2 separate regions of the Drosophila melanogaster genome follow, and region 1 is linked to region 2. A link is a contact called in public targeted proximity ligation data. All regions are on one chromosome and are shown on one strand. The core of a region is the stretch at or near the end of the contact, and the rest is flanking DNA. Distances in the headings are between cores, read along the strand shown.

Evidence for each region.
Region 1: a contact with region 2 is called in a targeted proximity ligation map of the Kc167 cell line, with 3 times the contacts expected there. A contact is called at or near these places in 10 of 107 Hi-C or Micro-C datasets (the Kc167 cell line, the S2 cell line, brain and 2 more) and 2 of 7 datasets of targeted methods (both in the Kc167 cell line).

The regions. Positions count from the first base shown.
Region 1 is chr2L:22,977,947-22,983,907 of dm6, forward strand. cta (concertina) reads left to right here and starts at 3,870. Exons shown (of 6, transcript NM_001273767.1): 1 at 3,870-4,647. The coding sequence starts at 4,252.
Region 2 is chr2L:22,245,219-22,251,424 of dm6, forward strand. It overlaps Tif-IA, which reads left to right and starts at 4,658. Exons shown (of 6, transcript NM_176070.3): 1 at 4,658-5,096; 2 at 5,154-5,635. The coding sequence starts at 4,881. It overlaps Nubpl (NUBP iron-sulfur cluster assembly factor, mitochondrial), which reads left to right. Exons shown (of 2, transcript NM_001273759.1): 2 at 1-1,770. It overlaps RpL21 (Ribosomal protein L21), which reads right to left and starts at 2,657. Exons shown (of 2, transcript NM_001299204.1): 1 at 2,578-2,657; 2 at 1,928-2,503. The coding sequence starts at 2,487. The coding sequence ends at 2,008.

The DNA.
Region 1 (5,961 bases), core at 2,620-5,119, 730 kb after region 2:
ACTGTCGGCCCTCTGGACAGAGCGTCGGCTACAATATTTTCTCTGCCCGGTTAATAGAAAATCTCATAGTCATATTCCTCAAGTTATGCTTTCCATCTTTAAGTCCTCGCATTCCCATTCGAACTACTCAGAGAATGGGTCAGAGGCTGATGGTCAGTAAAGATTTTCACCTTTGCTTTACCGTAAAAGTAAATGTTGTGCTTTTTTAGAGCCCACATAATGGATAACATTTCTTTCTCATTTGTGGAATAATTTTCTTCCGTCTCTCAATAAAAATGAGATTGGTCTGTTCTCTTGTGAAAGAACAGCGCCTACTCCGAAATTGGAAGCGTCCGTTGTTAGGTGAAATTCTTTTTTAAAGTCTGGGTAGTGGAGTATTACGTCTGCAGAAACCAAACTGCACTTTAATTTCTTGAAGGCTTCTATTGCTTCACTATTAGGGGAGACCGATTTTTTTAACGATAATGTCTCGGAAACTCGACCATCCTCCCCTCTCAAAAGAATAATTCTAGTGTCTTTTGCAATAAAAAGTTTTCATATTTTTATTTATTTTACAAATTTTTATTTTCTACTTTGTATTATTTTTATGAATTATTTATTTCTCAATGTAATGTCTTCTTTTTGTAAAATTTTTAATCTTTAATTACAGTAGTTATAATAATTTATATTTTACTTCCTTTAATTATTTAGTATATTTAATAAGTCATTTGACTTAATATGATTTATGTATGTTAATGATCCATTTTTATTATTTAAAATGCACATTAGATTCAGTTGTTTTTCAGTATGTTTTTTTTTTTTGTTATATTCCAATTCAATAATTTTAAAAAGCGCGCCATTTCGGGTGGGAAGAAAAGCGCGCCAATTTTTTTTGTTTTTCCTTTTAATTTCTCTTAGCCCGTTTGCTTAAAGTTGGCTATACGCAGAGCTCCTCAATTTTTTGATATTTTCGCTATATAATCGAATTTATATTGAACTAAAGTCGTTTTGTTGCAAAAGTAAAGTACGAAAAAAAATATAAGCGCAAATAGTAATTGTGATAAATAGTGAATAGTGTTTACGTATTTTCGTAATTTGACGCGCTAAAATAACGTGCTGCTGCTTTTCGACAAAGTTTTGAGTTGAAATTTATAAATTGTAAGTGAAAGAAAAAAACATTTTAATGGCCCATTTGAATAATCTTATGGATATGGCCAAGAAAAAAAGAAGATACATAAGTGGGAACAAGTGCAGCTTATCCCACTATCGGAAATCTAGGCGCGATTTCCCCGCTCTTAAATTGTTTAGATTTCCTGAAAGGGATCCAACAATGCTAATAAGATGGGCGGAAAAATGCCAATTTACAGAAGATTTTGTGGCGAGCACTTCATCACTGTTTTCGCTTATAAAAAATTGTCAGATGAGAGACAAATTAGAATTAAACATAAATATAAATGTGTAAACGGTAGCTAATTCGAGCGGCGATTTTAACAAACAAATTTAAAAAGCTTTAAAATTATAATTGTCAGGGCGCAAATTTTTAAAAATTATTTTATTTTATCATATTGCTACGAAATTGGCAAAAAAAAAAAACTACCCTAATATGTACAATGTAAATTCATTTCTTCGATCAGAATTGATTTCGGCCCGAAAATCGTCTTCTAGCACAACACGCACACATATACGCGTTCCCGTCTCTTGTTTTTACTCACACAAGCAAGCAAATTCTATTTTTAGATTTCTTACGTTCTCAGCGTGAGCGAGCGGAAAGAGAGCAATTTTGGCCGTCACCAAAAAAGTGGCTGCATAGTGCCAAACCAATGTATGGCCGTTACGCATCTTGTTATTCTAGTGTCTTTGCTCAAACTGTAGGGCAATAACTTGTACGTTCGGTAGTGGCTTGAACATGATCCAATTTGGCTTAATAATCTGGTAACTGTGCATTAAGAGTGCCCATTCGGAGAGTTCTCTTTTCTTTGAGGTATAGCTTTGGATATCCTTGCAGCTAAGCAGAGTCAAAAGGGCTGATGGTGTAAGTCTCATCTCTTGGGCGGCTTTGTCAGCGAGTTTGTCAGTTGTCAGCGAGTCCGTGGATTCCTTGATGATTGGGAACCCAGAGTAAGGTGACCACAAAAGTGGTTGAGTCGTTGACTTTAGAACCATTGGTATTAATTCAGTTTTTCTTTTTCTTTCTTTTTTTTCAGCTTTGTAGATCTGAAGGCTGTTTGAAACCCCAATGTGCATAGGCAGGGTGAGGTCAAGTTGCTTGATGTAGTCAGCGCAACGTGTTAGAGTGGATATGCATTAAAAATTCAGCTTTTGCTTGAAAATGGCTCCGAAGTCATGGGTTAGCAGGCAGTTGGACGTGGTGTACAGCTTCGAGATTAGCATCAATGTAGTTTCTTCTACGCGGAATTCCGCCAAGTTATCCAACCCATAATATAAACTCTGCCCATTTGATAAGCAAATTTCACACTCCAATCTCAACAGCATTGCCTTTGCCCTTGTTTTTGTCGCCAACACTTAGCCTGCTTTTGTCCTTGTATTGTCGCCAACACTTAGCCTGCCGCAGATTGGAAGACGGTAGTCAATTTTAAATAGCATTAATGCGTGCGTAATCGTAATATCTATGAGAGTCTTAGTTATATGTACGAATATTTAGATGATAGAAATTTAATAATGTGAAATCTAGTTTCCAGTTGTTTTCTTTGAATCTGACAGTGCTGTTTGAAAAGTAGTTTGCAGTCGAAGGTCATCCCCAAATTTTTTAAAAAGTTTACATCATTTATTGTGCGGAGAGATTACAACGTTTTTTCCGTCAAATTATAATAGTTGGCATTTTTCAATGGCAGAGAGGTATTTTCGTGCAATATTTCTAAAAATTTTGTGCTGACTGTATGAATATTTTTTATTTTTGTAAAGTGAGATGTAAATATATTTTTGCCGAGTTACAATGTTATTTATTTCTTCAATTGCAATCATAAATAAAACCGCAGAAATTGGCGAACCTTGCGGAATTACATTGTGTAAAATGTTTGAATTCGATGTGACATTGTTTATTCGAACCCTGGTAGTTCCGCCGTCCAGGGCGGCCATGCTGCACCCCGGGCTATAAGACGGATGCAAAGTACAGTACGCTGTCATCAAGTCTGATCACCGCTTCCGAAATAAAGCCTTCTGCCCAGCTCTCTTAAACAATATTAAGCTTAGCTTTAATTAGTTGACAGCCTTACAAAGAATCTAAACGAATTCCAAAAATCTTAAACACAGGTGGCGAGCACGCAAAACGGAATAAATATTTATTTATTTATTTCTCTATGTAAGCTAATGGCCATGATATTAAGATTAAGATATAAAAATATTTTTTGAATCTTACCTAGCTTTAGTGTATTGGATCAACCTAATATCGAAATAAAACAGAATGCGAATTAAACCAATCAATGCTACTGTATCCATAGCAAAAGTTAAAAATGTTTTTTTTTTTTTAATTTTCATCCCATACAGGTCATCCTATAAGGGAACGTGCCCTCTCCAAAAGTCACTTCATTAAAATAAAGTTTTAATTTTAAAGAAATATTCTACAACCAATTTTTTTATTAATGTTATTGTAACTGATTTGTTTTGTTCCCAATTAAAGAATAATATTTTCTTCTCATTTTCTTTTTATCTTATATGCTTTAAAATTTAAAATTAAATTATAAATTACATTCCTGGTAAACCCGATATAATAATTTGTTTTTAATAATTCTTTACACTAAAGAGCTGGACCTGTTGCTTATAATATTGTCAAATTGGTTCACATATGGAACCAATTTCACCGAAAAACTGATCTGTGGGAACATGGTATAACAAAGTTGACACGAATGTTTATGTTTTATATACAGGCAAAAATTATTATCACCGCTGTTGTTTGCTCCATATATAATTACAATTATATTCCTAAAGAAACGTAAATGTAATGGCTGAGAGTGTCATAACCTAATAACGATCACGTTCAGTGTCTTATTGGTGTGAACTTTATTCCGGAATTTGTGTTGCGTTTAAGTCTGATGCCATGTAGAAATAATGGTTATGGCTTTCAGATGGCAACATCGCCTTTTAATCTAATATGAGGCCTACAATTAGAATATGCAGAATTCAAAAAGTGTTTGTTTATAAATTAAAGCGAAAGCAAGACGATGAGCATCTGCTGTTAGTGTGGGGAGTGTTTGACGTATTGGTGTTCGTGTGTGTATATAGAAAGTGCGAGCATCAGGCGTTGGCTTGCCAGCGATGTCTGGCATTACATTGACCAAATTAACTCAAGAACGAATTTCCATTCCAAACAACAATGTCATCACGAACGGCGTCGAAAACAACATAGATAGTGACACGCTTAGTGGTACTCTGACTCATCTTATGGAAGAGCATCGCACGCGGGTGGGAGCGGTAACTGGACCAGAAGCAGCGACCACGTCTACAGACGGCCTAATATCGAATGGAGCAGAGCGACTGCGACTTCAGGGCAGTCGGCTTCAGACCTCGCGCTTTGCTTGCTTTCGATGTTGCGGAAATATTATCACATATCTAGTAAGGCTGCGTAGTACCCCTGAGGAACTGGAGCAGCGCTACAAGTCCAAAGAGATTGATAAGTTCCTGGAAAAAGAAAAACACACCTTTCGACGTCAGGTAAGGTGATTTAGGGATATCGATTTCTAACCCTTGCTGTTGGTTATTTTATTTAAATGTTAACAACGAAGTAAAGGAGATATTCGACAAATTAAAGTCTATGTACAATGGCGGAAAAATTATAATGTGTTTAAAATGTAATTTCTGTACAATGTTATAAGCATATATTTAATTTAAAAAGTTACGTTTTTTTGCTAACAATTCTAGAATTATACGTATGTGTTCTTAATTAACAGGACTAGGCAAGTCGGTCGAGTAGTATATATGTACATACATACATACATACATACAACAAGCGCTATATATTTGTAACCGAAAAATATAAAAACAAGAGAAATCCTATAGTTGTGAGCTCCGCAAGTATAAGATACACGCTACTTAGGTAATGGAAGACTTCCTACTTCTTGAGGCCCGTCCCGTCTCGAGCACGAAACCTAGTCCCAAAAAAAGCCCGGGGCCCTGCCCAAGCTAAACACGAACAAATTAAAAAATAAAAACAATGCAATTTTTTTTAATTTAAAGTATGTCGGTTTTCTTATATTTATATTTCTTATATTTTGTAAACAAAGTTGATTGCAAAAAACTTAATATTTAGTACAGTTTTGGTGTTTTAAACATAATTTATGACAAGTTTTTATTTAAAAATATTTTTTTTTTTAAATTAGAACATTTTAAACGTGTACATCGCTCATTTAATACAATTCCAGAGGTAGAAAATAATCTTTTGCTATTCGCTGAGCTTGCCGGAATGGCAATTCAATAACTTGAGTTCACTACATTTCCAAAATTCTAACACATTTTGGTCTGAAGTAGCTGCACAGCCATTTAAATATTTTTCTATTTCAATATCATAAGAATTTAGTTGTAACTAAGTTTTTTTGAAAAATTTTTAATCCTGAAATTCTGCAAACAGTCCTAACCCCTTTTTATCTGGGCTTGCAGTTCTTAATCCTATAAAACTCCTCATCACTTTGCATTTCTGAAAGCATTGCTTTGACAGTTACAATTACATTCTCCTTAACTTTTGGCGATAAGCAACACATTTCCTTAACGGGAGAATTTAAGAAGAGTCCAACATAATGTGCCGTTTATGGTGCACATCTTTTATGTAAAGAATTTAACGTATTATTTTTCAGCTGAATTATGGTTTCAGAATCGAGCATTTCACTGGCGCACATCTTTAATACTTTCTCCGATCACAAACAAAATAGATTTATCGATATTAGAATCCAAACTGTATTCTTCCATAATTTCCTTAACGTTATTGAGGATGTTCTCGCCTGTTAGATTGTGACAAACAAGTTTAACTTTCGG
Region 2 (6,206 bases), core at 3,408-5,907:
TTATTGAACTCCAAGAGCTTCCAACGCAACAATTCCACTCCATCTCTCTTTTCTTTTTTTTTTGCCGACACCGCGGTATCGATGACAATATTTAGATTCCTCTCAGCCAACCGACGCTCGATAAGTAATGCAGGGAACGTACTCAAAAAAGTCGCCGTCGTCCTCGATCGCGCTAAAGCGAGTGAGTTATTCAAGCTGGTATTACTGCCAGTAACATGACATCGATGTGATTTTTCATATGGGCATTGGGTTTTTTAATAACAATAATTTTGTATACCAATTCTTTGAAATCATTGAAAAAATTTTTTTTGAATTATATTATTATATATTTTTAATATTTATATTATTATATATCAATGTAGTTGTATTGTGAGGCATTGGAAACAGTACGTTTGTAGTACTACTCAGATATTGGCAAATGTTACCTTAACCGAACACACATTTGAAATTTTATTCCATGTAGTTTTAGGTGATTAAGTTAAGATATCTTAATTGGACGAAAAATATTGAGCCAAGATATGGGAGTTACAATAACATTTAACGCTCTAAATATATTTAGTGAAAAGTCCTTTTCACCTGTTTGATTTCTGAATGTAAATTTGATTTCGCTAGTGTCGATACTGATTTACGTGGACCAGACCAAGATAAATTAATATCATTATTACTAGACTACTCAAGTTTATTCTTAAGTGGTATTCCACAAAGAAGAAAGAAACTCGACAACAGCGTTCACTCTTTCACTCATATACCCCCCGAGTAAACTCAGAGGTACCAATTCGGTTGCACACTTGTCGGGTAACACACCCCCTTTGGTGAAGGAGATCCTTCTAGCTTAAGCAACCACAGCCACCATGAAACTCCCAGAAGGGGGCCTACCTCGCATGAGCGATGCTCATCCCATGGTACCGATTAGGGCTGGGTTGGCCCCCTGTTACATACTTTTTAACGACTCGAGGATACCCTTTTACTCTACGAGTAACGTGTATACGTGTATAAAAACCAAATAATGTGCTATTTCAATGCTGCATCTTTTCTGTGTAGTATATTTATATTTAATAAATTGTCCATTTAATACATTTGTAATACTAATACATATATACTGAGTTTCCGAGCTTGATTACATTTCAACGAAATGCCATCTCTCTGCGGCTTATTGCAGAAATTTGTAAGCCCAACCCAGCTGCTAATATATTGCACGGTCCGTTTGGGCCGTATCCGTACATCAACGACCACGAGAGGCTTGGAAAACCTAAAGCTATCAGCTCCAAAATTAACACCAGGATCGAGGACGAAAGTAGTCCAGATACATTTTAATGGTGGAGTATTACGAAAAAATTCTTTCATAAACCAATTAAATACAGCTGATCTTTCAATTCCGATCTGAGACGACGTTGTTTTTGCTAACGCACACAAATTAAACAATTTTAGTTTTGATGGATGTCGATCAACTTCAGAGCTTCAAAACAACCTATGGGAGAGCATGACGGAGATCACGATATGGTTGGCGTATGTGGCACTGAAAGGCCACAAGCCTGATGCAAAATGTAGAAAAGGCCAAACCACAGCAGCAATTGTCAAGACTTGGCTCGTCTGGAAATGCCCTCACGTATATATTACTCCAGCACTGTCCGCAGACATAAATGTAATCAAATATTCGCCGTAGCCTTGAGGACGGATTTGATTTTATCTTTCTTAGTCTAGCAGCAATTTCGCAACTGCGAGAAACAATCTGTGAGCTACTGTGGTTTGAGTGAATAAATGTTTATAAATAAACAAGTCGAGAACATTTTACTCAAAATGGTAGGTAATTAGTATCAAATGACTTTGAACATAAAAACCTTTCAATAATAAGCAGACGTTGTCGCTGATCAAAACTTTAGTTGGACGCCGACCTTATTGCAAAATGAAAATTACAAAGTCTGTTTATATTGGGCACATTTTTTTTGTTTACTGAAATTATATCAAATATTATTTCATTCCGTACAATTTCCGAGCAGTAAAATGCCTTTAGGCAATGAATTCGTATGGAATCGGGGCCAGAGCAATCGGTTCTTCAAGTTTCTTAACAAAGTGCGCCTTCTTCGGCTGTTCCGGCTGGCGCTTCAGACTGACCCATTGTCCCTTTTCCTTCGCCTCCTTCAGCAATCGCTCATTTTCCTTTACGCGGCGCAAAAAATCTTCGCGGCACTTGGAGTGGTGGATGTGCTCAATGCGCACATTGACCCGCTTAGCAAGGATTTTGCCTCTTACGCGTTTGTTTACTATTACACCAACGGCGTGCTGAGTCACATTGAATATGCGCCCGGTTTTGCCATGATATGCCTTATAGGGCAAACCCTTCTGTACAGCACCATGTCCCTTAATGTCAACGATGTCGCCGATCTTGAAAACCCGCATGTATGTGGACAACGGAATAACTCCATGCTTTCGGAAGGGACGGGAAAACATGTCCCGTGTGCCGCGACGATAGCCCTTTGAGTTGGTCATTTTTATTTATAATCCCCTATAAAAAAGAGGCTTATTAGATCTTTTTCAAGTCATAATGAAGAAATATTCAACAAAACTCGTTGAACTTACGTCCACGCGGTCGTATAGTTGAGAAAAGAAAGAAAGATGGCTACTTGAATAGCGTTGCCACTGATAGCAATTAAGAGTTTAGAAACTAAATATTATGTACCGTCCACACTAAGTTACACAATAAGCTTAATCTTTTAAGAGAAGCAAAATAGTCCCAAGTCTGAATATTTGGTATTAATAAGGATTTAATGCAATATTTATGTAATACATATATTTACATTATATAAAAACATTATATATAAAATTGCACTACATACAAATGTCTAGATACAAATAATCGCTGAGAGAAGTGTTCAACTCCAAGACGTTAATATGCGCTATGGGAATAATTTGTGATTTAAGCGAATTTGTTGATACAATTTTGAAGATACATATAACCTTAAGGAAGATAAAGTCCTGCCCCATTTAATAATTTTAATTTTCAGGAACCGTTCTGCCTAAGTCTTTACTACCGTGGGACTTACTCAGTATTAATTTGCTCCCTTTTAAGAAAAGTCATTCATGATCTGATAATCGTAATTTTTTTCGAATTCGATTTAGCCAAAATCTTTTGATTTCTTTTTTAGGTGCTCTGCTTTTGGAAAATTTGTTCTATAGTTTGGATATCGCAATATGCATTCAGCGGTAAACAGCTGTTTAAGCTGTTCCAGACAACATAGCTGCCACATATTTCATAGTTTTAATTACGATGTCCGCAATTTCTTTTTTGTGGCACTTTGACCACTTAAGTAATTAAATCAAATAGAATTATTTACAAACAACACTATTGGCTCTCCTTTAAATAAATTAATGAATTCCTTCTATATATTTTATATGCCTGTTTCGTTTCACCAACAATGTTTGACCCCTTGACAAATCCAAACTTTTGTTGCCGACATCAAAATTTTGTTAGTCAAATCTGAAGTGGCGTCAGCAATAAAAATTTTATTAAATAAATTAGTGGCAGAATGATCTTGTTATGATGTGCAATAAGCATCAATAGACCACTGAGTAAACTATTTCTTCTCTTGAGTAAATAAGTTCTGTTTTAATATGAAAAAAGGCATTTACTTTTCATTTCGTGTGTCCGCTTTACATATCGAAAAAATCGTAAAAAAAAAACCGAATAATAATTAATAATTAATTTTATAAAAGCCACTCATATAAATATTTAACAGCATATATGTACATGCCACACTGTTCATTTCTTAGCGTAATGAAATAGTTTAATAAGAAATATATGAATCTATATAGGCGAGATCCGCATAATTCATCGTCATAGGATAAATTGTTTTTTTTTTTTCTGGAATCTAATTTCAAAGATTGTAGTAGTTTCAGCGCGAAACATCGATGTTTTTCACAAAAATCGTGGATGTAACATCGAAGTTTTCCGATGTTCTCTAAAATAAAATTAATATTATCATTTACACTTGAAATATAAGAAAAAAGATTTAAATATTATTAAATTCATTTAATTTAATATGTAGAATAAATTAAATATAAAACGTATAATAAAATTACAATATAAAATCAATTAGATTTAAACTGGTATAACTGGTTATATTAGAAAATTAAAAATCAGTGAGAGCTGTTCAAACAGTTGCATTTTAAGGATATCTTTTTATATATGTACATTTTGTATTTGATTTTGTATTTCTTCGGCATACCTTTAGCGTTCTAGGTCTTCTTCTTGTTATTCGAATAGCGATGATCCTAATAGCATCCATAGTCTACAATAAATATCGATGTTTCGGAAAATTTAAAACGTCTATTATATTGACTGTAGCGTTAGCCCCTTAAAATGGTTAAACTGGGATGTCAAATATTCTTCCACCATCAAGGACAGAACGCTTTTTAATACAAAATTAAGCAAAAATAGCAATTTCTCTGTCAATCTGTCCCGATTAGAAATAACTATGCGTCTAGGTGATGAAAATTTAAAAAAAAAGCTATTTATTATCTTTGGCTTGGAAAAAAGAATTTGAGGGTTAGTATATTAGTTAAATAAAACGAGTTTTTTAATTTAGACTAACATTAAATTTTGCTCAATGAGCACGTTAAAAAGCAAAAGTAAAGAACGTGTATTTATGGAGGGTGTGCGGTATAATTTTTCGAAATTCTATGGCCACACTGATTATTGGAACTCAAAACAACGTGCATATTTCCAAGTAAAATTCTTACGATTTGTGCTTTAAAAATAAAAATGAAATTCTCTTTCAAAAATAATTTATTATCTAGAACTTATTTGTATGCATTTTACGTCAGTGTGGATTATCCTTTCGAACATTAAGTTCAAACAGAAATAAAGCTATTATTAATTTAATATGTCCTTCTACACGAGTAAGACGGATGTGACTTCCATTTTAAAGACGTTTTCTGGCGTAAAACGAAATCAGGCAAATGCCGTGGCCATCAACAAAGTTCGATTTTCCACACCCAAAGAGAAGGGGCTCGCAGAATCAGTGCGCGTTGCCCTAGAAGAACGAAATTTCCATCTGGTCAAGGAGTTCACATACTTCCTCCGGGAAGCAGAACTCAGCGTAAGTTAAATTAACATAATTGTTGGTTATTCTTTACGTTTGATTTCTTTTTTTAAGGATGATGAGGTTGTAATAATCATAAAAGATGCTAAACGAATTGTTCATAATTTGACTCCAGAATTTGTAACCGTTGTCGAGGCGTTACTGTCCCTTAACTGGAAGAAAAGAAGTTCAGAGATAATCGAAGCTTATACTGAATTTTGTATCGAACTAATGGTGACCCATAATAGATATTTACCGATTGGAGTCTCTAAACTAATTGTCCACTGGATTCCTGGAGATATGGATGAATCCGATTGGGTCCACGGATGCCCTTCGGAGCACGTGCGAAATGAGTTGAAACCCATCCATAAAGTACTGGATCGCATCTTAACTGCCGTGCCAATGGCTTTCGATATTATCATAGATGCCATATCCGCCAAATTCCCCTATTTCAAAAAGCCGTACCATGTGACGGCAGGGTATCTGTATAACGTGCTTTGGTTATTAGAATACAAGCCTATTTTCGAAGAACTTGTTTTTCAACTAGTTTTACAAAAGTAAGTACTTTACTAATTTATTAATTTATATAAAGCTTGCTGATTTATACCTTACACTCAGTCCTTGTTGTTTTTAAGTCAAAATGATTTAAACTCTTCAGCTCAAAGAAGATGGGTTCGGAAAAATCGAATTTTTGAAATTTAAAAGCTGGAATCGTTTGCCCATTTTTTGCCCATGTTTGCCCACCAATAAGTTTTTTTTTTTGCCCACGTCCAGGTTTTAAGATATAAATTTTCGAAAGAGTTTAAAAATTTTCAAAAATCAAAAATTTTACTTTTTTCAAACATTTTTTTTAAATCGCAATAACATCGTTTGTCCACGTTTGCCCATTCTTTGGAATTTTGAAAAAATGTATACTTTAGAAAATATAAGTTTACCTCGGTCTAAACGTTTTTCGCCACGATTTTTTCGCCGTGGCTCTATAGATGGCTCCAGGCTCTCTCGAATTTTTGTTAGAGAGCGAGAGAGCTGAGAGCGCTACAGCGAATCACACATAAAGTGATAGCAGACAACTGTATGTGTGCACACGTATGCTCATGCATTGTAAATTTGACAAAATATGCCCTTCAC